3 separate regions of the Rattus norvegicus genome follow, and regions 1 and 2 are each linked to region 3. Evidence: chromatin contacts called from public Hi-C data. All regions are on one chromosome and are shown on one strand. Each heading gives the region's core, a stretch centred on a gene start, on an enhancer-like site or on the middle of the called end of the contact. The rest is flanking DNA. Distances are from core to core; before and after follow the strand shown.

Region 1 (4,524 bases), core at 1,121-3,620, 74 kb before region 3:
CCCTGCATTCTTCACACCCTACAATGACTGTAACAAACTACCAGAGATGTGGTATCTTAAAATAACATAGGATTTATTACTTACTTAATCAGCGTTGTAGCTTTTTAGGTCAAAGGTCCAGCACAGGATCGCTAAGCTAAAAATCAAAGCACTGGCAAGAGTCCTTTCTGAGACTCCAAGGAAGCATTTGTGTCTTTGCCTTTCTCTAGCTCCTAGAATCCAACCTCATTCATTGGAGCATGATCTTTCCCACTTGTTACTTTTTTCATTCTGTGTGTGACAGAAGTCATTGGACAACTTGGAAGAGTTAGTTGGTCCTCTCCTTCCACCATGAGGGTTCCAGGCCTTGAACTTAGGTCATCAGGCTTGGCAGTAAGTACTCTAACCCACAGAGCCATCTAGACACCCGCCTCCCCTCACTCTCTCACTCTCTCACTCTCTTGCTCTCTTGCTCTCACTCTCGTGCTCTCTCTCTTCTCCACTCCCCTCTCCTCTCTTTTCCTCTTTCTTTGAGACAGAATCATTTGATAGAGGGTGGTTCAGATTTGTCCACAGTCACATAATCTGCACCGAAAATGGGACCTGACACAGCCTGGACAGTGTGGAAACTTTGTACTACCCATACTGGTAGTATGCGTCTACCAGTTGCCCGGGTTCTCTCTGTTCTTTAGGAGTCTTTGTTGCTTGTGGGCTGCTGTGATCCATTCTCCTGCAAAGCCACTCTACATCTGTTTCACCTTCTTCCAAGTCAGCACTCAGTTTTCTCTGAGTTCCCACTGGGGCAGACCACAATCCTCCCCTCACTCGCAGGGTCATCTTGCCCCATGAGAGCCGTCCCAGTGTAGCATTGACACACCCGGGAGAGCTCAGTCCAGAGATGCTGTCTGCTCTCCTTATTTACTTTTAGCGTGTGTGTTCGTGGGTTTTGCTTCCACGTATGTATGACAGCGATGTGTGGGCTGTCTGCCCAGGGTCCCAGGGTCTCGTGAAACTGGAGATAAGGAAGATTGTGAGCCATGGTGTGGGTGCTAGGAACGCAACCCAAGTTCTCTAGAAGAGCAAGTGCTCTTAGCTGCCGAGTTGTCTTTCCACCCCACTGTCTGCCTTCTAGGTTTGACAAGCAGATTCACTGTGAACAGGGCGATCCCTGGCTTGGTATAAATCAACCTTAGCTACGGCTTTGTTGTTGTTGTGTTTTATTTCGTTTTGTTTTCCTGAATCCCAGTGGAGAGCTGGATAGAGCCCCTCTCTGTGTCTGATGTGATTTTCATTAAGCCGGTGTTTCTCAACCTTCCTATTGTCGAGACCCTTTAATACAGTTCCTCACATTATGGCGACCCCAACCAGACAATTATTTTCATTGCTACCTCATACCTGTAATTTTGTTGCTGTTATGAATTATGATGTAAATATCTGATATAATGCAACACAGTTTGGTACTTATTCAATACAACAAGTCTCGATCATCTTTAACAGGTTTTTTTTTTTTTTTTTTTTTTTTTTTTTAAAGCAGAGTGAACCCAGATCCTGCCCTTGCAGACTTAACCTCCCTGGTCTGAGATCTCCTGTGTTATGTAAAGCTGGGGTTTTAACATTGCTCCTGCTGCTCCATAATCCCTGTGTCTGTCATTTTTTCCCACTGGGGAGAGACTTTGTCCCTTTCGTCTTTGCACCCCTAGCACACTCAGTAGCAATCGTTCTGCCAATAGTAACTGAGGGGTGAATGGAAAATGCCTATGTGGTCAGCACAGCAGAAAGGGACAGGATCCCTTTTGTTGCAGCCACAACATCTGGACCGGTTGTGGGGAGCTCAGAACTTGCTAGTTAGCCCTTGGGGTTCACAGAGGGATTCCTATTAACATCAGTATATGCTTCTGCAGAGAAAGCCTAAATGCATAAAGAATGAGGACCAGATATTTTAACCATTACACACACACACACACACACACACACACACACACACATACACACACACACACGCACGCACGCACACATACTCTCTCACACACACACTCTCTTTCACACACACACTCTCTTACACACACACACACACACACACACACACACACACACACACACACACTACTTTTCTAAACAGATCCCCTCTGCCTTCATCTCCATGGCTGTAATTTGGTCACAGAAAACGGAGAACAGGCAAAAGTCAGGGCATTTGACATTTCTGCAAAGCCAGACTCCAGGAAACATGCCCATTGCCAGACTCCAGGAAACATGCCCATTGCTGAGGACACTGGCTGTGGTTTTAGGTAGCAAAGCAAATGATCTAACAAGGAATATATGTGCTGAGCCCAGTTCCTGTTAAATTAATAGATTCACGTTCTGGCACATTCACCACCTCACGAGTCATAGCAACCGGATGACAGCATAGCAACACAGCGGTTGCAGCCACTGCACACGAGAAAAATCAGAGCCTGGTGTCTCTGGAGGGAAACCAGAAATGGCCGGTCCAATCGCCAGTCTCCGCTGGAGGGGCTGGGCGGAGGGGGGGGGACATTAGGGCAATCGTAGTCAGATACTTGCCCTAGTTGGGGCTAACGGAGGGTGACATGTTTCCTACTTCCTAAAAGTTTTTGTTTTGTATCTTAAAAGTAAATAATAAGCTCCAGCCAGAGACTGACCAAAAGCCTCGGTCACGTGACCGGCCTTTCTTCTCGGCCTGGAAGCAGCAGGGAAGCGATTGCTGTCAGAGTGAGTGCCTTGCTCTCTTAGGATCACAGGTTTTTCTTTCTAGTTTTCATATTTATTATCATTACCGTTATCATTATTGTTACAGCTCTGAGGATTGAACGAACAGCAGGCCCTGGGAAAACCAGTCAAGCACCTCACCCCGGGGCTATATCCTCTTTTTAGTTTTTAGGGGACAGAATCTACCGAGATGCCCAGGATGGCTTTGAACCTGTGACCTTCCTTCCTCAGCCTCCTGAATAGTTGGGTTTACAGGCCTGTACCTCCAGGCATGGCTTTTAGTTTTTATTTTGAATTCCATTGTGTTAAATAATTTATTTTTGTGATCTTTTTTTTCGGGGGTGGGGGAGCTGGAGATCAAACACAAGACTGTAGACATGCCAGGCAAGCATTCCATCATCCCAATGTTCTCTAGCCCAGAGTAGCATTAACTCTTTTCTTTATTTTTCTGTTTTGTTTTTGGTGGGACTTGAACCCAGGACTTCAGACATGTTAAGCAAGAGCGCTACCACTGAGCTACATCCCTGGCCAATTTCTGGCTGCCAGAGTTTTAAGTCACCAGAGCCTAACTTCTAGATGCTAGTGTCTCCAAAGCTAGGACAGATTCCCAGGGAGGAAGAAGGGCTGCATGGACAGATGTGAATTCCTGTGACTCAAAGACATCTGCATGTGCTGTGAGGCAGGTGACACCCAATACCGGGGCTGCCAGGGATGGCGCAGCAGACCACACCCTCTGACCTAGTTTAAATGGAAAGATAACCTCTGTTCAACAAAAGGAGTGAAGGCTCAGATTCAGGTTTTGCACTTACATCTGCTCAGGGCCCTTGTTTTTTTCCTCATGTTCTGTTGTGCAGAGGAGGAATTGCCAATGGCCTTTGAGGTTGTCCTTGGGCCCCCACTGTCTTCTGTGTTGGCTTTTACACTAGTAACCCGCAGCTGTTTGACAACTACGCTAACACAGCAGCGTGGCTGGGGATGCTGTAGCAGTTCCATGCTTCAGACACTTGCCCAGTGTGCACAAGGGACTGGGCTCAGTCGCCAGTAATACATGCACACACAAACTTAAAGGCAGGTCAGTCCGAGATAACAAACACTGTACGGTTTCTGTTGGTCAGGCCTCTTGGTAGCTTAGCTGGGATGAGGTAATTGGGTTTTGTTGTTGTTGCTGTTTGTCTGTGTTTATTTTTTATTTTTTGTTTTTGTTTTTTTCAAAGAGACAGAGTTTCTTTGTGTAGCTTTGGCTGTCCTAAAAGGAGCTCTGCAGACTCTGCCTGTCTAAAAGCGTGCGCCGCCACCGCCGCCGCCACCGCCACCACCGCCACCGCCACCACCGCCACCGCCACCACCGCCACCGCCACCACCGCCACCGCCACCACCACTATTGCTACGGACATTAAACTGGTTCCTGGGCTAAGAGACTTTGCAAGGTTTGGATAACATTGGATATGAGAGAGATATCCCTTTCCAAACCCACTCAAATGGTGGTTAATAGGTCTCACTTCCTTCGCAAGGGGCTGTCTAAGAACACGGCAGTCAGCTTCCCCTACAAGAAGCAAGATAGACTGGGCTGGGGATTTAGCTCAGTGGTAGAGCGCTTACCTAGGAAGCGCAAGGCCCTGGGTTCGGTCCCCAGCTCCGAAAAAAAAGAACCAAAAAAAAAAAAAAAAAAAAAAAAAAAAAGAAGCAAGATAGACTGAGAGACTCTAGAGACGACCCAAGATGGAAGCCACAGCTTTCTTTATAACCCAGTCTCACAAATGACATCACGTTCCTTTTGCCATACTCTGTTTGTTAGAATTGAGTCAATGGACTTAAGGAGAA
Region 2 (4,959 bases), core at 94-2,593, 100 kb before region 3:
AGAGCATTGGCTGCTCTTCCAGAGGACCTGAGTTCGAATCCCAGAAACCACATGGCAGCTTGCAACTGTCTGTAAATTCTGTTCCAGGGAATCCAACACTGTCATTCACATATACATACATACAGGCAAAACATCAATGAAAGAAAGAAAGAAAGGAAGGAAGGAAGGAAGGAAGGAAGAAAGAAAGGCAAAGAAACTAAGCTAAACTAAGGGATGGCTGTGTCCCATTTTGCATTGTTCTTGCTATTTAGTGATTAAATTGCATTAGACATTTTTCTACTTATCCTAGGTTACACAGTGAGACCCCATCTCAAAACATCTAAAGAGATGGAGGAGGAGGAAAAAGGGAAAAGTACCAGACTAACTGAAGTGACGAAGTCTAACATTATCTCTAGAACACCACCTAACAAGTATACAGAGACCATTCTCTACGGAGGTCATGCAACGGAAAAAATAGAAAATTGAACTTGATCCAGAACAAGTAAAGAGACTGAGTTAGGCAATAAACTAACAAAAACACTTCATTTAAAGAAAATCCCAGCCAGGTCTGAAGAGATGGCTCAGCGGTTAAGAGCACTGGCTGGGGGCTGGGGATTTAGCTCAGTGGTAGAGCGCTTACCTAGGAAGCACAAGGCCCTGGGTTCGGTCCCCAGCTCCGAAAAAAAGAACAAAAAAAAAAAAAAAAAAAAAAAAAAAAAAAAAAAAAGAGCACTGGCTGCTCTTCCAGAGGTCCTGAGTTCAATTCCCAGCAACCACATCAGGTGGTTCACGACCATCTGTAATGGGATCTGGTACCTTCTTTGGAGAACATGAAGACAGCATACTCATACAAAAAATAAATAAGTAAATCTTAAAAAAAAAAAAAAAAGGAGAAGAAAGAAAGAAAGAAGATACTAGCCAGGTGGTGGAAATGCATGCCAGAACTTGGGAGGCAGAGACTGCTGGATCTCTTTGAGTTCAAGGCCAGCCTGGTCTACAGAGTGAGTTCCAAGATGGCCAAGGATAAACACAGAGAAAGCCTGTCTGGGGGGTGGGGGTGGGGGAGGGAGGCTTATCTTTATACAATAATGGCTTTTGTCAAACTGCAGCAGATTCCAGTCTCAGGACTTTGCCTTCAGCTTGGATGCATGCTCAGTCTACCTCCTGACAGAGCCCTAGCAGGGAGGCGCACATGGAGGCTGGAGGGGGGGTTACGGTAGGAGGGCACCAGTGGAGAACAAGGCTGCTCTCCTGACTCTCTCTCCTATGCATGAACAGGAAGTCCTGAGTGGTTTCTACATAGTTCTTCAGAAGGTCCCCAAGGAGATTGAACCACGTGTCTGCCGTGACAACCAGTGCCCGAATGCACCCTTGTTACTTCTTCTTCCCTGTATTGCTCTGCCCTCCTCTCACACCAGGGACGTCCTACTGTCTCCTTGTCAAAGGCTTTTCTCTGGGAGGGATACAAATGAAGTTTTATTGTAGCTTAAGAGAATCAGTGTGTGTGTGTGTGTGTGTGTGTGTGTGTGTGTGTGTGTGTGTGTTTTCCTGGGGAATCAGACTTGTGTATCCTAGGCAAGCACTGTGCCATCCTTACCCCCAGAAATTAGGATTTTTTTTCCAGCAAAACTTCTCAAAAACTAAGAGTCAATACAACCAAAGAGGCTGGAGTTACGGTTCAGAGATTAAGAGTGTCTATTGCTCTTTCAGGAGCCAAGTTTAGCAGCCACGTGGAGTGATTTACCACCACCTAAAACTCCAGCTCCAGACGGATCCAATGCCTCTGGCTTCCACCATACATAAGTGCACACACTCATACATAAGGTACACATACGCATAATTAATTACAATAAGAATGAATCTCTGGGTGGTGGAGGAGCACGTCTTTAATCCTAGCACTCATGAGGCAGAGGCTGGTGCATCTCTGAGTTTGAAGTCATGCTGGTCTGCAGAGTGAGTTTCAGGACAGCAAGAGCTACATAGGGAGACCCTGTCTTGGAAAAAAATAAACAAAAATAAATAAATAAATAAATAAATAAATAAATAAATAAATAAATCTTTTGACTGGGTGTGGTGGCACACAACTTTAATTCCAGTAACTGGGAGGCTGAGGTAGATCTCTGTAAGTCCAAGGCCAGTCTGGTCTATGTAGTGAGACCTTGTTTCAAAATAAATTGAAGGAAGGAAGGAAGGAAGGAAGGAAGGAAGGAAGGAAGGAAGGAGGGAGGGAGGGAGGGAGGGAGGGAGGAAAGGAGGGAAGAAAGAGTAAGAAAGAAAGAAAGAAAGGAGGGAGGGAGGGAAGAAACAAAGAAAGAAAGAAAGAAAGAAAGAAAGAAAGAAAGAAAGAAAGAAGAAAGAAAATGAAAGTTAGATATGTTCAGTCAGTTAACCCAAACCAGTGTGGATAAGTATTTGATAGAGGAAAACAGACAATAGTAAAGTACTTTTAAAATCCTGGGAAAATGGGGTTGGGGATTTAGCTCAGTGGTAGAGCACTTGCCTAGCAAGCCCAAGGCTCTGGGTTCGGTCCCCAGCTCCGAAAAAAAGAAGGAAAAAAAAAATCCCAGGAAAATGGAAGCAATCCTGGAAGCAAAATAATGGAAGCAAATAGTGACTGGAGAGATGGTCCAACGGCCAAGAGCACCTGCTGTTCCCACAGTAGACCTGGGCTCAGTTCCCAGCACCCACATCAGGTGGCTCACAATCACCAGTAACTTCAAGGCCAGAGGATCCAGTGCCCTCTTCTGGCCTCTGTATATGATGCACATGCATACATTCAGGCCCACATACATACATGTACACATGAAGTAATAATTTTTTAAAAGAAATAAACAACAAAAAATATCATACATGGATGAATAATGAAGCTGAGGAACACGACTGCTGCTGTTTGAATAGCACTCACCCCTGTGCAGACCTGCACACAATTTCATTTCTGTAGTGTGGTATTATGGGGGTGAAATTTAATCTCACTCTAGTGTGATGTTTGGGATTACACAGGGCCATGGAAGCCGTGGGCCCAAGAGTGAATGCTGTTAACCAGGAGAGAGAGAGAAAGAGAGAGAGAGAGAGAGAGAGAGAGAGAGAGAGAGAGAGAGAGAGACTCACACAGGCACATGCTCCCTGTCCCTTGCTGTGTGATGACCTGTGTCTCAAGGCTCTTAGCCAAGTTCTGATGGCAAAATGGCCATCGCCTGATTCCGCCCTTCAATCTTAAACCAGAATCGGGAGCCAAATAAGCCTTCACTTGAAACTTAATCTGTGGTGTAGCAGAAGTAGCTCAGCTCTGCAGTAAAGAACCATAATTAATGGGGGGGGGGGGCAGAAAACACCATGATAATCTTAAGGAAGAAAAGTTTCTCAAGGTTTTTTTTTTTTTTAATTAAACTTGTTTATTCAGTCAGTCAGTCAGTCATTGGAGGGGGCACTCACCTAGCAGACAGAGGACAACTCACAGGAATCAGTTCTCTCCTTCCTCCACGTAGGTTCCTGGGATCAAACTCAGCAGCTAAGTGCCTTTACCTGCCGAGCCTTTTCTCTCTCTCCAGAGGAGCAAGTGGAGCGCCGACACTGCGTTTTCGAACAGCTAGAACACAGACACAGTGAACAGGTTCATCAAGGAGGAAATGGTTCCTCTGGCCCATTTCTGTCATGAACTCTTCAGATATTTTAAAAAAGCATAAAGGAACTGGTGGAATGGCTCAGGACCCACCTGATGGAATGAGAGAGTCAGCTCCCACAAATTGTTTTCTGCCCTTCATACATGTGCCATGGCACCCCTAAAACACATAATGAGTAAGAACATAAACGAAGAAGAAAGGAGGAATGAAGAGGATTCGAGGGGCAGCAATGTGGCTCAGTTCAAGCCTGAGTTCTAGCTCCAGACCCCTCCCAAAGGCAGGAGAAAGCCAGTGTACATGGTTAACTCTGTCTTCGGATTTATACCCCTCACACACAATAAAAAAATATATGAATTTGTAAATATGAATGCCTTGGGTTTTACGGTTTATAGGAATGTCTAAAGGGGCTGGAGAGATGGTTCAGTAGTTAAGAGCATTTGCTCAGCCGGGTGATCGTGTTCTATGCCTTTAGTCCCAGCATTGGGGAGGCAGAGGAAGTAGACCTCTGTGAGTTTGAGGCCAGCCTGGTCTACAGAGTGAGTTCTACCCAAGCCTATGCAGAGAGAAACCCTATCTTGAAAAATCCACATATATAATGTGTGTGTGTGTGTGTGTGTGTGTGTGTGTGTGTGTGTGTGTGTGTGTAATGTAAAGGACATTGAACAGAAAACAATAATAGAAAAATAGGGTGGCACAGACTGACAAAAGACCCAAATATAAGGAGGTCATTTGTGGGGTCTTTCAAGGGCATCAACGGATTTTAAAAAAAAAAAGGCAAAACAAGCCAATGCAATACAATGTAGAAATGTAAGTGGGGAGCGTTAAAAGAATCAATATTTTCTACAAACTTTCTCTGTGTGTAAATACCTACACAAATTCTGACTAAATTTCTCAAAATATGTCTTTTAAAAGTGGGTAGAGAGTGAGATTATTTGCTCCCTGGCATGTGCTTCCAGAACAGTTCTAAGTAATGAGGCCATTTTTTCCAAATGCCACTGGGTTCTCAAATATCTCTCCTGGGTCCCTACCCTTAAAGAACCACGTGGCCACAGCCTGCAGTTTCTCCAGTTTTCCAGAAGGGGGCAGAGGCACCATGAACGGTCCACTCTGGCAAAGTTCCCCACGACCTGAAATTATAGGGCTGGGCCCCACCTGCAGGGGCTGGGCCCCACCTGCAGGAGCCGGGGAGGCTGGCCTGCTTCTCCACCATTTAGAGACTGCTTACTTTTTTAAGTTATTCTGCAAAGCACAGGTTCAAGCGTGTGCTTTTGAATTCATGTTCTAAAAATGTTGAACACGAATTTGAGTTTGGGATAAGGACTTGTTGCAGTAAAATATGCTCACTACGATTTTTTTAAAT
Region 3 (4,824 bases), core at 1,966-4,465:
CCAGGGAGGCCTGGCCTGGCCTTGGGTGCCAGCTTCCTTCTTGCCTGTCGTGTTCTCAGTAGCTGCCAGTTACTCCCACTGTACCCTATTTGATGCTGATATTCACGCCCCCACCCCCCACCCCCAATACGGCATGCTGGAGATTTCTGGATCCTTCCCTGGGAGGGGGATGTCTCCTAACTAGATGAGACAGGAGCCTTCATTCCTTGACTTGTCATTTGGGAACTATTTATTTATTTCTTAATATTTAATTTTTAACATCCTCAGGGACCAGGGGCCTCTTGCTTTCCAGAGGTCCAAGTGCATTTATCCCAAAATAAGGCACCTTCTTGGCATCTCCAAATCCTCCCCCAGTTCCAAGGCCCTGGGGTCCCTTACTTTGTGACTCTTAGGTGCAGGAGTGATAAAAACTGACGGAACTGGGAAGTTGGGAGTGTTCTCAGTCACAGGAAACTAGCAGATGTGGGTGAGATCAAAGGCAGGGCTCAGTCCTGCCCTTTCTGTACTCTCAAGTGCTGGAGGGAGTTGGCAAGAGGCCAGAATTCTAGTTTTATTTATCAGCCTGGAATCTGGCTTGAAGAAACCATATTTGGCATGGAATTACTGAAGGGTCAGAATGTTCTAGAGGCCCCTTCACTTTCCAGTTCCACAGGAGACTTAAAGTTACTTTTCTGATATGACCACTTAACTTTAGTTGTACAGAAGGAAGTCTAAGTGAATGTGTGTCGGACTGTTCAGGGTGTTAGTAAGAGCTATAAAGGATTCCTTCACCATTCCCTAGGCAATAGTCTACAGCCCTGTTGGGAACTGGAGATAGAGATGGGGTTTTTTGTCTTTGAGCTACGGACTATTGGGTGTTTCTTAACATTCATTTACGCATGAGTATGGTTCTATGAGAGCTGCCTATGGAAATAACAAAAAAGTCCCCCTAGATACCTGAACAATTACTTAACCTTCAGTTTCCCTGCTTGTTTCCTTCACAGGCTTCTATAAACTCAAAGTCCCGAGATTACAAAAATCTGGTCCCCTCAGAAGTAGAAGGGCAACAAGTTTAGGATCTCTTCTAAACCACTTGTATAGCGAGTGCCTTCACAGCTTAGCCCCAAAGTGCCACTTAGGTTTCCCAAGATTCTTTTCCATTAAACCATACTTGGCTCAGGCCCCTTGGTGGACAGGTGATATCAGAAATCTTCAGCCACCTGAGACTCCTCTGTACGGTGGTACCAACTAATCCTTAGAAATCTTAATTTAAAGAAACCAAGTCTGCTTTTCTAAGTTCACAGAGACCAGATGAAGGTAGCCAGGAAAAAAAAGATCAAGATGTTACCTTTAGGTAGTGATCCACCAGTGATTTACAGGGGCCCATGCTCCGTCGTGCACGTGTGGAGGCTGAACCATTTCAAAGGGGAGATGCACGTGTGGCAGGAGGCTGATACAGGCGCATCCTTACTGGTGCTTTCTCCCATGAACACACTGGGCTTGGCTTTTGTTGTTCTTTTTCTGTTCAGAGCTCCCTCTTTTACAGTAGCAGCCCTATACCGTGTCACCCTGCCTGTCTCCCAGTGTCCACCTGCGCTCAGAGAGGGCGTGAACTGACATAGTGCCTGTGTTCTCCACCGTTTCTGAGGTCTCTTGCCCATCTAAGGAGTCAGTGCCCTTACTGCTGCCCTCCAAGCCTTCAGCAGCCCCTCATAGCTAAGGTACATGCCCACCACCGTTCTGCCGCTTCACCTCCAACCTTGGCACAGGGCCCTGTGCCGATGATGTCTAAAGGGATTGCCTATATTTAACTGCCTCAGTCACCTAACCTCTTTCTTCTCATGTGCCAGATGTTAAAGATGGAGGGGAAGAGTACAACACATACTCCAGCCTCAGCTGTTTAAGTGTTTTTATTGGGGCTCACTTTTCTGGGTTGTTATTTATTACTAGACTGGCAAAGCCTAAACCCTTAGGTTTTTACAGGAAGTATGCATATTTTTATAAAAAAAACAGTTGTGTCTAACCCACATTTGGCTGTGTTTGTTTCCTCAAAAAAAAAATTTGCAGCTGTTAGAGCTCTTCTTCATTTGTCTCTTAAATTAAAGGCCTTGTTGGAGAGGACAGCACAGAAACAGCCTTGACTGTAATTATTGTACAGATATTTTAATAGCATAAAGTAAGTATATTCCTTTTATTTTGAAACAAAATGGTCAGACACTGCCTTTCATGTGTTTGTTGCCTGTGGCACTCTTTTTAAAAAAGACTGTTACATATTAAATAGTGTACATATATATAAATATTACCTCTTTGTGTACAGTTGTGATAGACCAGACCGAAAATTTTATTTTTTGTGTGCTTTTTATAAAAAAAATTAATACACTAAAGAGAATCTTGCGGATGTGATTGTAATGTACCCATGTAACTTATTTACTTTTGAATGTTCTGTATCTTAAGACCTTTTATTAAATAAGGTTTTAAAAAAGTCATTGTTGAATGCCATGTTCTTATAGGGGTGTTTTTGCCAGCTGGGACTGACTGATAGGGAACTTCTCCCTTTCTGAGCCTTAAGCGGTCTGTTTTGCTATCCTGTATACTCAGTAAGGACAAGAAGTTTGCTTGGCTACAAAGAGAAGTAATCCGGTGGGGGGGAGGGTGTGCACACACACACAAACTTTAGGTTTTGACACACACACACACACACACACACACACACACACACACACACACAAATTTTGGACAAGAAAGCCAAGTCAGACACTCAAAGGAACCAGTAGGTGGAATCCTCTTTTCTAGTCTTATGGGGAGGAACGGAGAAGCTGCAGACTGTAATCTGGTGGTTCACGGAAGTCAGATTTAGTGTTTTCACAGCAGAGTGAATGCATAGAATGGATATGAGACAAGTCCGTCGTGGTAGATGCGTATCAATAAGGCCAACTTAAATCCACAGCAAAATTAAATAAAACAAAACATGCTTAGCAATATTGTTAAGGAGGAATCTGGGAAGTACGAGTATGGGGGAGGGGTAAAAAGAAATGCACCATCATAGAATAGACTACTCAAACCCCTTCTTGGCACCATAGCAACCGCCAGATCCTCTGGAGCCCGCGCATCTCGCGTCGTCATGGACACAGTTGTCACGGTGACACTGGGGGAGGCGAGCGGACCGGTTCCGCCCTCCAGTGCAGCTGCACGGAGGCCGTTGCTGGAGCGCGCGGCCATAAGCGCTGAGCAGAGCTGCCTCCAGCCCGGTTCCTCCCTCCTTCGCGCTTCCTGCCGCCTCAGTCCCCGGTGCTTCGAGTGCCGCCTCTCTCGGTGTAGCTGAGCCACGGCCTCGAGTAACCCTCGGCCGCCCGCGGGCCAGGGAGAGGTGGGAGGAGCTGCCACGCCCCGCGACCGCACCCAGTCATCTCCAGCCCGCAGCCAACCGCCTTGAGCCCACCTTCCTCCCCTTCTCAAAGCAGTGACGCAAGGCACAGCCGCAGCCAGTCCACTCCTGCCCGGACCAAAAGGGCGACATTCGAGTGATAGGCGGAGTGTCCCGTGGCACTGACTTGGGACCCGGAAGGGACCAGAAGGAACTCTGGTGTCTTTTGGTAATTGTGGTTGCTTGAAGCTTGTCGCCCCCTGGCCTACCGGGGGAGGAGAGCATGTTGTCCTAAGCCCAACAGCAGCACCGTGAGCCAGTCCAAGCACAGTCTGTAGAACTGGCACTCTTAATAGTTGGGCGAAATGGCTATGACACTATTGGAAGACTGGTGCAGGGGAATGGATGTGAACTCTCAGAGAGCTCTGTTGGTCTGGGGGATCCCTGTGAACTGTGATGAGACCGAAATCGAAGAGACCCTCCAAGCTGCGATGCCCCAGGTATCCTATCGAGTACTGGGGAGAATGTTCTGGAGGGAAGAAAATGCGAAAGCAGCCTTGTTAGAGCTCACTGGGACGGTGGATTACTCCCTGATCCCCAGGGAGATGCCAGGCAAAGGAGGGCTCTGGAAAGTAGTGTTTAAGCCCCCCACTTCCGACGCGGAGTTTTTGGAAAGGCTGCACCTCTTTCTAGCTAGGGAAGGGTGGACGGTGCAAGATGTTGCTCGTGTGCTTGGGTTTCAGAACCCTGCTCCAGCCCCAGGCCCGGAAATGCCAGCAGAGATGCTCAACTATATTTTGGATAATGTTATTCAACCTCTTGTTGAGTCCATATGGTATAAGAAGCTGACTTTGTTCTCCGGGAGGGACATTCCCGGGCCTGGCGAGGAGACCTTTGATTCCTGGCTGGAGCACTCGAATGAAGTCATAGAGGAATGGCAGGTGTCTGATATAGAAAAGAGACGGCGGTTGATGGAGAGTTTGCGAGGCCCGGCTGCCGATGTCATTCGCATCCTCAAGACCAACAACCCTGCTATAACCACGGCAGAATGCCTGAAGGCTCTTGAGCAGGTGTTTGGGAGCGTGGAGAGCTCTAGAGATGCACAGGTCAGATTTCTGAACACTTACCAAAACCCAGGAGAAAAGTTATCTTCTTACGTTATCCGTCTGGAGCCTCTGCTGCAAAAGGTAGTGGACAAGGGGGCCATTGATAAAGATAACGTGAACCAGGCTCGCCTGGAACAGGTCATCGCTGGGGCCAACCACAGCGGGGCCCTCCGAAGGCAGTTGTGGCTGACTGGGGCTACAGAAGGGCCTGCACCCAACCTCTTCCAGTTACTGGTGCAGATTCGAGAGGAGGAAGCCAAAGAGGAGGAGGAGGAGGCCGAGGCTGCCCTTTTGCAGCTAGGCCTAGAGGGGCACTTCTGAATCCCAGGACTGGCCAGGCTGCTTTTGATATTCCTGTGAAGTTTTAGTAAGCCT

What was found. Hi-C and Micro-C count contacts between places; a contact is called where the count stands out from the background.
Region 1: a Hi-C map of psoas muscle shows a contact between it and region 3, with 1.8 times the contacts expected there. The contact joins the enhancer-like site here to the promoter of Pnma1 in region 3. A contact is called at or near these places in 4 of 12 Hi-C or Micro-C datasets (frontal cortex, liver, prefrontal cortex and 1 more).
Region 2: a contact with region 3 is called in a Hi-C map of liver, with 4 times the contacts expected there. The contact joins the enhancer-like site here to the promoter of Pnma1 in region 3. A contact is called at or near these places in 8 of 12 Hi-C or Micro-C datasets (the Rat2 cell line, Schwann cells, kidney and 3 more) and 1 of 1 datasets of contacts at active chromatin or transcription factors (oligodendrocytes).

Annotation. Positions count from the first base shown.
Region 1 is chr6:109,587,462-109,591,985 of GRCr8, reverse strand. No RefSeq gene overlaps it. Among named protein-coding and RNA genes, the nearest start is that of Mideas, 29 kb to the right of the region's middle. Within about 2 kb of position 2,370, at least 32 of the 93 cell types and tissues checked have an H3K27ac peak or open chromatin away from gene starts, as enhancers often do.
Region 2 is chr6:109,615,720-109,620,678 of GRCr8, reverse strand. No RefSeq gene overlaps it. Among named protein-coding and RNA genes, the nearest start is that of Ptgr2, 44 kb to the left of the region's middle. Within about 2 kb of position 1,343, at least 3 of the 93 cell types and tissues checked have an H3K27ac peak or open chromatin away from gene starts, as enhancers often do. A contact at or near this core is called in liver, where this site is marked.
Region 3 is chr6:109,513,558-109,518,381 of GRCr8, reverse strand. Pnma1 (PNMA family member 1) reads left to right here and starts at 3,215. Exons shown (of 1, transcript NM_130820.2): 1 at 3,215-4,824. The coding sequence starts at 3,709. The coding sequence ends at 4,770. It also overlaps a transcript of Dnal1 not described here.